Linked DNA regions of Rattus norvegicus: region 1 is linked to region 2. The links are chromatin contacts, called in public HiChIP or PLAC-seq maps. All regions are on one chromosome and are shown on one strand. The core of a region is the stretch at or near the end of the contact, and the rest is flanking DNA. Distances in the headings are between cores, read along the strand shown.

Region 1 (6,066 bases), core at 2,410-4,909, 220 kb before region 2:
AGGTGTCACTCCGCCAGACAAGCCAAGTTCACCCGGTTTTGTGATCACAAGGCAGCATGGCACTGTCACGTTTTACCCGAATCTTCTCAGAAAGCATAAAGCCTGTTCGTGTCTCTCAATATTAACAACGAGCCTGCTTGGGTCTGACACAGTGAACCGCTTCGGTGAGCGTCGCCTGACTTCATGTTTTCTGGTGAAAACTGAAATTCCCACCTAAACATGTGTCACCTCCACATCCGGCCTTAGGCCTTTGTGAGGGGCGGCTAAGTAATTTGTATGCCCTTCTGTGCTTTGGTCTGCTCGCTTGTCACCCAAAAGCAAATGGGCGGTCACCGAGGCGCCTACTAATGGCTCGTTACCTTTTGAGGAAGGCATAGGAAGTCACACTGGTGGTGTGAACTGGGGGAAAAAAAATCACACTAGTGGTGTGAACTGGGAGACTGTAATCCGTCCCTCAGGTGGTACGCACTGAGGAAGCTGCCGGTGTGCCCAGTGTGCTCTCTGTGGTGCTTAGTAATTTTCAATGCTTTCATGACAATAGTTAAACAGTGTAGAATTTTTTGAGAATAAAAATCAAGTAAACTGTCTGCAGTTCTAAAGAGAGAATTGCTTTTTTTTTTTTTAAAGGAGGGAACAAACCAACTAATAAGACAAGGTTACCATGTCGTGTGCATCCCTCCAGAGTTTAGACTGTTCCATGTTTACTCGTTGGCAACACACATCTTTCGGTGGTGTCAACTATATACAGCATGATTGTTAATGTATGAATAGTATCCAGATCTATAGAATTCAGTTCCAATGATTTATGTTTGCGTTATCGATAGCACCGAACATCAGCGTCCTTATGGGAAGTGTTTTTAACCATAGCTGAATGTTTCCATGGGCTAAAATTCCTATAGTTACTTTTTTGCGATTTTAGTAAACGGTCTTTTTCTTTTCCCTTCTTTCCCCTCCTCAATTTAAAAGCAGAGCGAGCTCTCAGCTTACACCTTAGGACTGTTAAAGGAAAATGGAGCCTAAATTTGGAAGAGAAAGCATAGAACCATGGCTGCATTAGATGGTTTCTTATGTAGATTTTGACAACAGGAACACTTTCTCATAAGCACTATTGATCCGAGCTCCGAGCTCCGGTAACAGCCCCGTCCTCAGTTATTAAAGCTTTGGATTACACTTGAGTATAGGGTGACACTAGTACCCTCTTAGCATTTTTCTACATATTTTGCATATTTTACAAGGTTTATAGGTCGCTCTGTCCCATTTTCTACCAAGGCCACCAGGTTAAAACATTTTATTTATGAACTAAGTGGATGAGAACGAGTGCTTCTTCTCTGACCAGGTCTGTCTGAGAATGGGGCCAGTCTCCTCTTATTTTAGGCTATGTCGGAAGCTTTATAATTGTCTTCATGCAGACTCTATAAATTAAAAAACACATAAGTTCTATGCTGATCCAGTTATGGTTGTTAATAAAAACTATTGGGTTTTATGTATTTTTTAAAAGATTTATTTATTATATATGAATTCACTGTAGCTGTCTTCAGACACACCAGAAGAGGGCATCAGATCTTATTACAGATGGCTGTGAGCCACCATGTGGTTGCTGGGAATTGAACTCAGGACCTCTGGAAGAGCAGTTGGTGCTCTTAACCGCTGAGCCATCTCTCCGGCCCTTTTATGTATTTTTTTAATATCAGCCAACCCATTTAACTTCAGTTTTTGTTTTAATGAAATTTCCCATAGGTTCTCTGGAATGTTTCACATAGAGAGTTTGAAAAAATTTTTTAAAAAATATGACTATTTTTCAATAATGATATCAATACTGCTTTGGGTAGATACAGGGTCACCTAACTTTCTGACATGGTGACATGGCACTGTCTATACGTGTGTCAGAGCTGTCCTGGGACACACGTGGTACCTGGACCACAATTTGCCCGTGCCTCCATCCTCAACCATGTTAACCAACAGTGGTTAATAACAGTAAGCTTCCTATCTTAGTCACCTCATGTGATGGTGACTTTACTGTCTTCTGTAAAGTATTAGGAGACAGGGGATCTGAGAGGTCCATCGATTTTGTGAAACGTATCAACTGAAAAGCTTCGGGCTTTAAAAAGTACATGAAGGTTGGGGATTTAGCTCAGTGGTAGAGCGCTTGCCTAGCAAGCGCAAGGCCCTGGGTTCGGTCCCCAGCTCTGAAAAAGGAAAAAAAAAGAAAGTTAAAAAGTCCATGAAGCTCTTGGGGCCATGACCATTGAGCATCTCGACTTGTGTTGCCTGGTGAAAAGATGTGGAGTTGTTTCTGTTGTCGTCGTTCACCTCTAAGTGCCGCCCCGTGCACATCTTTGGTTCAGAAGAGTTCAGCAGTCCACTGGCCTCCGTTTTTCCTCATTGGTTCTCAGCCTGTGGGTCATGACCCCTTGGCGACCCTTTCACAGGGGTCGCCTAAGACCATCAGGGAAGACAGATCTTCACATTACGATTCACAACAAGTAGCACAATTGTAGTTACGAAGCAGGAACAAAAATGATTTTATGGTTGGGGGTCACCACAGGATGAGGAACTGTATCGGGGAGTGACAGCATTCGGAAGGGCGGGAACCACTGTGTTCACTACAAATAGGAAACAGCAGTGTCTCCAATAGATTCCCTGAGCTGGCCTTAGGCTACGGGGTCTGAAATGTTTCTGTTTTGTGGTGTGGTCCTCTCTTTAGAAGCTGGACTTTTGCCCATTTCTGAAACGGCGATTAGTCCCTACGTTAGAGTTGGGGAAGAATAGACAGGCTGGAGAGGGAATGGACTCAGATAAGTGGAATGAAAGTCAGTTAAGAATTTCTAAATGTAAATGTTAAATGTGGAAAATCAATATCCCAGTCTTCAGTGCATGCTTGTGAGAGGGAAGAAAATGGCCGTATCCCAATCTCGAGCAGCCATGAAAAGTTCGTTGAGTTATGCCAGTAACAATCCTCACACAGAGCTAGAACCTCTTTGTTTTGGCAAAATAGTGGGCTTGACGGCCTCCCGGATACCCTCGGAGTCTAGGGTGGTTGAGTAGTGGTAGCATCCACTGTGTTCCAGGCCAGCAGGGGTGCCAGTGGTTCACTAATGCTAATCACCCCAGGTTTAAAGGCCACAGTGGCTGGTGCCCACTCTCCACGATGACATTGAGCTCTCCAAAGTCATTCGTCGATTTATTTTCCAATTAATTTTCAAATTTAAAAATACAAATTTGGCTTCAAAGGGCCCTGGTGAACACATTTTTTGAGTCTCATTCCAAGGCAAATACGAATTTAGAAACATCTTGGTTTGTGAACTTTCAGAAATATAGAAGAGTGCCGATCACACAAGCCAATGGGCAAGTGCCCATCTTCCCGGGGTGCGGGTTACATGGGCAGTTTGGAAACATCTTAGGAAGCAAAGATTTGAATTTATCCTTAGGAGGGTAATGGCTTCTCCTTCAGAGTCAAGCCATGCATAGGCACCCAGTGTGTGTCTCTTTGCAGCGTGTCCCTTCTGTTCCTTCTTGCTTTCGAATGGGAACTTTCAAAATTAAAGGCTTTCAAGAACATTCATTCGCCGTCGCTTCGTTGTTGGTTTGGTTTACTGGCATCATTTCAGATCCTGGTAGTTCTCTCCCGTGATGTGGCTAAGTTCTTCTTAGATACTGTGACTCAGAACGGTTCGTGAATGTCAGTCATGGCTGCTGGGATCCAGAGTGCCTATTTTCCCTTAACTGTAGCTGCCCCCTGTTAGCAATCAGGTAAACCATGACTTTAAGCTCTGATTTGTATAACCTTCTCGCTCTGATGCTAAAACCTAGCAGTAAGGAGACTAGATCGACTGACTTCCATAGCTCCTAAAAGCAGCATTAACTGCAATTCTCAGGCATTATGCTATAAAAAGACTATTTGCCAAAAGTCTCCAAATAGTTGACTTTTATTTTTATGTCTTCATGAAAGCAATATATAAAGCTCAAGTAATTTCTGGTTTGGGACTCAAATAAAGGATCCTACTGTGTTTATATAGATTCTTAAATTCCCACGAATGATTGAGCGGGGACCTCAGAAGGAGAATGAGAACAGAACGGGGATTCAGAGCGTTGTGAATTTGCACACCAAGTTCCTACCCAAAGGAGTGACTCAAATACAACCCAACAACCAGCAGCCAGTCACTTCTCCGACAGCAAGAATGAGAACAATCACCCCTCTGTAGCTGTGAGGTTTTTATCCTAGGTTGAAACCTAACCAACCTTGGATCAAAAAGACGGAAAAGTCAGTTCCAGAGACTCCAGGGAAGCAGCTGGCGTCCACCCCTCCCCGTGTGAAGGATGGCGCATTAGGGGTCGCAAGCAATCTAAGGGCAACTCAGAGCGTTGGGCGTGGTGGGGGGATGGGTAGGTTATGTCTTACTACTAAGCCATTTCAGTTAAGGACTTGAGCACCAAGTCTTGATTAGCCACTGGAGTATCGAACCAAACTCTCTTAGATATGAAAGGCCAGCAATATTGATGGTATATATTATTGTATATGTATATATTAATATATATGCTTTCCTGTAAACATTCTCAAGTTGTACTGATAGGAAAACGTAGGCAAGCCTATTTCAAAGCTCAGTGTGCCTTGGATCTAAGTTGGGAAGGGGCAGGATATAAAAATAAGCAAGCAAGCATTCCACGTTTTAGAGGTCTTTCTGATCAAGAGGTTAAACAGTCAACAAGCTGTGTGAGCTTTGTGTCTTATTGGCAAAGTACCTAAGTAACAAGCTAGACGAGGGAAAGTCGGCGCTGTCCCCTGGTTTCAGTACATGGACACTTGGTGCCACTGCTCTGGGGAAAGCAGAACTTCATGGTGGGGAGACTATGGGCTGGGTCCCAGTATCCCCTACCAGGATGGACACACACAGGCACGTACACACACGTGCACGTGCACAGAGGCACAGACACAGGCACACCCAGTCCATCCCCACTTATCCATGACCATCTACTAAACCTATCTCTTAAAGGTTTTGCCTTCTCCCACGAGCTCTATAGCAAACCACCAGGCCTTGAACCCATAGCATTTGGGATCCCATTCCCAACCCATATGTAACACAAATCTGTACTTAACTCATTTGGTTTCTTCTCCATTCCCCACCCCCACCCAGGCTGCCTTGACCATCCAGGACAGCCACATTGAGATCCACAAGCTAGTTCTACAGCAGCAGGAGAGCTTGGCCCCTAGCCACTCCTTCCGAGGTGGCCCCTTGCAAGACCAGGAGAAATCCCGTTACCTGGAAAAGCATCGTGAAGAGCTGGCCAACATCCACAAGCTCCAGTACCAGTTCCAACAAGAGCAGCGGCGTTGGCACCGCACATGTGACCAGCAACAGCGTGAGCAGGAGGCCCAAGAGAGCTGGCTGCAGGCACGGGAACGTGAGTGCCAGTCGCAGGAGGAATTACTGCTGCGCCACCGTAGCGAACTGGACCACCAACTCCAGGAGTACCAGCAGAACCTCGAGCGGTTGCGGGAGGGCCAGAGGATGGTGGAGAGGGAGAGGCAGAGGATGCGTGACCAGCAGGGTCTGCTGGGCCACTGTAAGCATAGTCGCCAGAGGAGCCTCCCAGCCGTCTTCTCTCCGGGGAGCAAAGAGGTATGCCTTAGCCCTGTGTACCCTGGGCTTACCCAAATGTCTGAGTTCCTGGTTCCTCTGGAAGAGCTCACAAAAGTGTCTCAGTTTGGGGGGGAGGGGGCGGAGGGCAATATTGTTTAGAGCTAATTTATCTGTACTTGAATACAGAAAATTTAAGATCCTAGGCTTTTGGGGGGTTGGGGGTGGGGGATATGTGCTCTGAGACACCCGTACCCTAAGGAAAGGATGGAATTGCCCCAATAAGATAAGGGTGAGTTGGTCTGGAGGCACACCCATTGTGAGCATGTTGGTTTCTTGGTATTTGAAGGACTCATAAATGATCTCTTGCGACAGACTAATAATAACCTATTATATTGTATGGCGTGTGTGTTTTTATAGATCATTTAGCTCTTCGTGTGTAAGTATTGAACTGGACAACTACTGTAGGAAGCTTATTTGCTCTTTGAAA
Region 2 (5,366 bases), core at 2,744-5,243:
TTAGCCTGTAGTTCTATCCTGATAGTGTTTGAACTTCGAATTATCCTGTGAGATGGGCAGGTACTGAACACAGCAAAGACACCACAAGTCAACAGCTCTTTTAAAATACAAAACAAAACAAAACAAAAACTTAGTCTTGGCCTTTGCCCTTGATAGGAAAGAACCAGATCAGGATCAATAAACCAAGGACAATTAAAAAACCAAAAACCAGATCTCTGCAGAACTGGAGCTCATGAGTGATAAAGAAATAAGCCAATCAGATTCGAAAACGGTAAAACTACTGCAAAGCCCTCACCTCATTAGGAAGATGGTGATGACCCTAGAGCACTGGCCTCCAAAGATCTACTGGAGAGAAACTGGGGGCATTGACGCATGTGTCCCTTAGGCCTACAGAGACCATACATACCAGTGAGAGGCAGAGGCTTCCCACAATGCCCACCTACCCCTCCTCTCAGCTTGCACACCTCAACCCCCTCCACAATGTAGTTCCTCTTTTTTGTCGGGAAGGATGTTACAAAGGCATGCCACCTGTCCCATTGTCTATGTAGATGTCTAGTCTGGAATGTTTAATGTCAATCCCCGCCTCCTTTTTTGGTAAGTTTCCCACAGGTTTTTAAATAACTTCCTTGTTGTTCCTTTGAATTAACAGGGGCTGGTTCATGGCCCTGTCAAACACCCATGAATTCAGGATTCTCTTTCCCTAGTCCCTAGTGGGTCGGGGTGAGAGTCTTGACCAGTGAATAGGAGGAACTACTCAGCCATCTCCTGTTAGTACCTGTAGAGAGCTGTCCGCTGATGGGGACAATTCTCACTAGGATATAGACATCTTCGACACCTTGTTTTCAGCCATTTTTTTTTACCCTGAGAGAACAGAATCCTTTTATGAATGAATAAACGAATAGGAAAAACCAGGTCAGATCAATCAACGCAACAGTTTTGAGTACCCATTTCACGCATTCAACACTGGAAACTGGTTTGTAGTAAGAGGTCTGAGTAGATGGAGGAAGTTAACTATAATAAGAAACGGAGCTGGAAATCACAGATGAGAGAGGGGAGTGGCTCCTCTGTGAACCGGAAGTATTATGTCAAACCGGAAGTACTCTGTCCCGGGGCTTTATGTGGCTGGCTTTTCCTGCTTCCCTCGTTGAAGCAGTCCTAAGTACAGCCTGGGGATGGTGAACGCTGCATAGCTAAGTTAGCTTATCTTTGTGAACTGCCCCGTGTGGGGAATGTTTGTTCAGGGAATATACCGCACTTGTCCTCATTTCATCCAATTGTCCACAGAGTGATGGATTTTATGTTCTATAACTAATACCGCAGAGCATGCTTGAAATCTATTGGCTTTAGACAAGATATGCTTTTCCAAACTCCCTGTACATGTGTTCTCTGATCTTGTTTTGTTACTAAGCTGATCAACACTGCTGCCCCCCCTTATTTAGACTTTTTTCCTTTCTTTTTTTTTTTTAATTTAATCCTTGGGGTTGGGGATTTAGCTCAGTGGTAGAGCGCTTGCCTAGCAAGCGCAAGGTCCTGGGTTCGGTCCCCAGCTCCAAAAAAAAAAAAAAAAAAAAAAATTTAATCCTTTTACACAGTTCAGATTTTATCCCCTTCCTGGTCCACCCTCTGTGCCACATCCCATACCTCCTCCCCGCAACCTCCTACCCCAGCTTGGTCTCCACAAAGATGTCCCCATCCCCCCTCCCACCCCACCTCACCTCCCCACTCCCTGGGGCCTCCAGTCTCTTGAGGGTTAGGTGCATCTTCTCTGACTGAGTCCAAACCTGGCAGCCCTCTGCTGTATATGTGTTGGGGGCCTCATCTCAACTGGTGTGTGCTGCCTGGTTGGTGGCCCAGTGTCTGAGAGATTTCAGGGGTCCAGGTTTATTGAGACTGGTGGTCCTCCTACAGGGTTGCCCTCCTCCTCAGCTTCTTCCAGCTTTTTCCTAAGCTTTTCAACCAGAGAGGTCAGCAGCTTCTGTCCATTGGTTGGATGCAAATATCTGCATCTGCCACTTTCAGCTGCTTGCTGGGTCTTTTGGAGGGCAGTCACAATAGGCCCCTTTTTGTGGGTGCCCCATAGCCTCAGTAATAGTGTCAGGCCCTGTGGCCTCCTCTTGAGCTGGATCCCAATTTGGGGCTGTTCCTAGACCTTCTTTTCCTCAGGCTCTTCTCCATTTTTGACCCTGGGGTTCTTTCAGGAACAATTTTGGGTCAGAGCTTTTGACTGTGGGATGACAACTGCATCCCTCACTTGATGCCTTGTCTTTCTGCTGGAGGTGGACTTTATAAGTTCCCTCTTCCCACTGTAGGGCATTTCAGGCCTCTGGTACACATCCTACCTCCCGAGGTTGCCTGTTTCCATTCTTTCTGCTGGCCCTCAGGATCAGGCAGAGAGTGTTCACAACCCCTGGGCTGCTGGACTCGGGGCTTTGGCAATTCTTGGTGGCAGCAGAGCCGAGATTCCATTATTGCGTGATTGTTCTAGAAGTGTGTGATGGCAGGGCTGGGAGGTCAGATGGCTCTGTGGCCTTGGGAAGTCACTCACTCTAAATGGCTATGACTGTAAAGATCCTTCCCCTGACCAGGGCTGTGGGGAGGATCAAGTAAGAAACCTCTCAGAACAGTGCCTGACACAAGCCACTGCTTAATAAACACGGCATGTTATTTAAGGAGCAGGACGCATCAGGTTGGAGAGACTTGTTCTAGCCGGTAAATACAGAGGCAGTTACAAGTTTTCTAGGCACTTGAGCAAAAAGAGAATTGTAGTTTTTCCTGAGACTGGGGGACCTTGTCTGCAGAGAAGGAGATTGTCTCGTTGGGTTCACGTTCTGCCCTTGCAAGTGTTGCTGATGTTGACTTAGTTCCCTTGCGAAGCTGCCCAGCACCCAACAGCACCTGTCACCTTCTGCAGTCACTTATTAACTCTCTGGTTACTCCTGGAAGGGGGGTATTTGTTTTCTGGGAGAGTCACCAAGAATTGAAAAACAAAACCCTCAAAACAAGCAAACAGGGCCTATCTGGGACAGTGAAGAACTCGACTCCACTTCTCCTCAGGTCCATCAGAGTCTCAGGTGCCATTCATATCCCTCCATTTGATGTCATTCTTGTTGCTGCTTTGGGTCTGTTGTTAGTTAGTTAGTTAGTTAGTTAGTTAGTTAGTTAGTTAGTTAGTTTGATTGAGACAGGGTTTCTCCGTGCAGCTCTGGCTGTCCTGGAACTAGCTTTATAAACCAGGCTGATCTCGAACTCAGAGATCCACCTTTGCCTCCTGAGTCCTGGGAATGAAGGTGTGCACCACCACCGTCCCCCACTCTAAATCTGATGTTTTAACTGTAGAAGTTTCACATTTGTATAGTGAGAGCAGCAGGATAGGTGCGGAGAAACTGCAGCAGCGATCGGTTGGGATTTAGTCCCTTCCCTTTTCTCTACTGTGACTGGCAGGACTCGTCCCGTAACCTTGACAATGCTCATCTTATACCCCTGATAGTACAGGGCTACACTGGGCCAATCCTCAAGCCCCTACCAATGCAAATGCTCCACAGTCTCATGGGCTTGGATCAGAGATGACTTCTATGAATGACCCTAAACAATTTGACGGATTTTAGAGGTTTCAACTTAACACTCTTCTCATTAAGTAGTATTAGGCAAGCGCCGGCTGTATGTGCTTCAGGCCCATGTCTTCATAGCCTCAAGACCCTTGAAGAGCCTACTCTGGGCCCACCTGACCCCTCTGGATTTTTCTGATGCTGTGGGTGCTGCTGCTTCCTGCTGGGAAGCTTCCGGGCAGCTGCTGTTCTTGGATTTCTGTTTCCATTTGTTGCCAAAGACAGTGAGCTCATGGCAGGCTGCCTGGCTCAGCATCCCACTCCGAGATCTCTTGTTCTATAAAGAAGTTGCTCCATTTTCCTCCAGGCTAATGTACAGCTGCGTTCAGGAGCATTGAACTGTAGGATAATCACTTAACTGTGCTCTAAGATTGTAAGGGCCCTGCCTTCGCTTCCTCAGCAGAGATATGCCCACAACAACAAGGCTTTGGTTGTCTCCTGACTGCATGTGGCCTGTGGCTCTGTTTCTCATGAATATATCCCATAAGGGAAATGCTCAAAGAGCCAATGATTCAGAAGTCCCCACATGTGGCTCTCTCTACATTCAGGTTTCTAAAGGAGCAGTGCTGGGTAATTCCGCATGCATTTTGGAAGCTGGGTGATTTTTCTCACGGTGTTCTGTAAGAGGACTGTGTCTTCTAATAACTGGCTCACCTCAAAGGCCAATCACTTTGAATTTAAGACAAGGCACTGTCACATATTAATGGCAGAAGAGAGCAAGAATGATCACGAGTATCACAAATATCCGTACATCTTGCAGGGTGAGCATTTTCTAGGACAAGTCTTCCTCTCAACACCATTTTGGAGATGAAAAATCTCTCATGGTCTCAAAGTCGCACATAGCCAAACTGAAATTTTAATTAAGATTTAAATTAGGAAGCCAAGAGGGTCGATACTGACAGGAGGGCCTGATGCGTCCCAGGAGACATCCCCTAAGGCTTAGGAGGCCACAGAGTCATTTTTAGGCCTCCGTTACTTTCACGCAGGACATCAGCTACCACTGTTCTTTCGATCACCTGGGGCCTCTACAATGCTGACCAAGCTCCAAGCTCCCGTGCGAGAGACACTGAGGGGTCAGGAACCCTGCTCAGTGCTGTAGAACCCAGAAGCCAACGAATGAAACTGCTAAGCCTCTGTGCAAAGTACTCCTCCATCATCCAAGATGGCGCACAGCCAAGTGCAGGGAAACCCTGCAGGCAAGTGTCAGGGTCCAGGAGAAGGGCTAACCATGTGCATTGCACCAGTTCTATCAGCTTCCACTTCTTTACTTTCGCATACTTCTATAAGTCTTCACATTTGGTTTCAAATAACCTTTTATTAAAGTATTAAATGTTATGGATATGGGTATTACATAGTCATTTATCAAGTACACATAGGCCGAGTCCATATGTTTTTATTATATGTAATTTTTATTGAGGCATATTGAGCAAATTTAGACATGTCCACCCAAGTGCACGTGGCCTGAGGATATGGCTTTGAAGGCTCTTTAAATATGAACTAGTATCTCTTCAGAGACGCCATCTGTAACCCCTAGAAGTCCCTTCATCCACCAAGATGAAGAACATGCATTCTACCACTGTAGGTCTATTGATTGCTTTTGTTCTTTATAATCATGATGTAAGTGTTCACACGTAGATGATGTATACATGCTTCAACATCTGTCACACCTACCTAGCATCAGATCTGGGAGATCCACCCATCATGGGACTGATCGTGGTTGCTCTTTCCTGTCATGTACCCTTACCTCAGCTCACTTGCTTA

Evidence for each region. HiChIP or PLAC-seq counts read pairs in DNA pulled down with a chosen protein or histone mark.
Region 1: an H3K27ac HiChIP or PLAC-seq map of oligodendrocytes shows a contact between it and region 2, with 6 times the contacts expected there. The contact joins two enhancer-like sites. A contact is called at or near these places in 1 of 12 Hi-C or Micro-C datasets (Schwann cells) and 1 of 1 datasets of contacts at active chromatin or transcription factors (oligodendrocytes).

What each region holds. Positions count from the first base shown.
Region 1 is chr2:31,031,059-31,037,124 of GRCr8, reverse strand. It overlaps Arhgef28 (Rho guanine nucleotide exchange factor 28), which reads left to right. Exons shown (of 36, transcript NM_001415065.1): 34 at 5,133-5,618. Among named protein-coding and RNA genes, the nearest start is that of Arhgef28, 260 kb to the left of the region's middle. Within about 2 kb of position 3,659, at least 2 of the 93 cell types and tissues checked have an H3K27ac peak or open chromatin away from gene starts, as enhancers often do.
Region 2 is chr2:30,809,983-30,815,348 of GRCr8, reverse strand. The region is part of intron 2 of LOC102551152 (a long non-coding RNA gene); the gene reads left to right. It also overlaps a transcript of LOC134485581 not described here. Among named protein-coding and RNA genes, the nearest start is that of Arhgef28, 480 kb to the left of the region's middle. Within about 2 kb of position 3,993, at least 6 of the 93 cell types and tissues checked have an H3K27ac peak or open chromatin away from gene starts, as enhancers often do.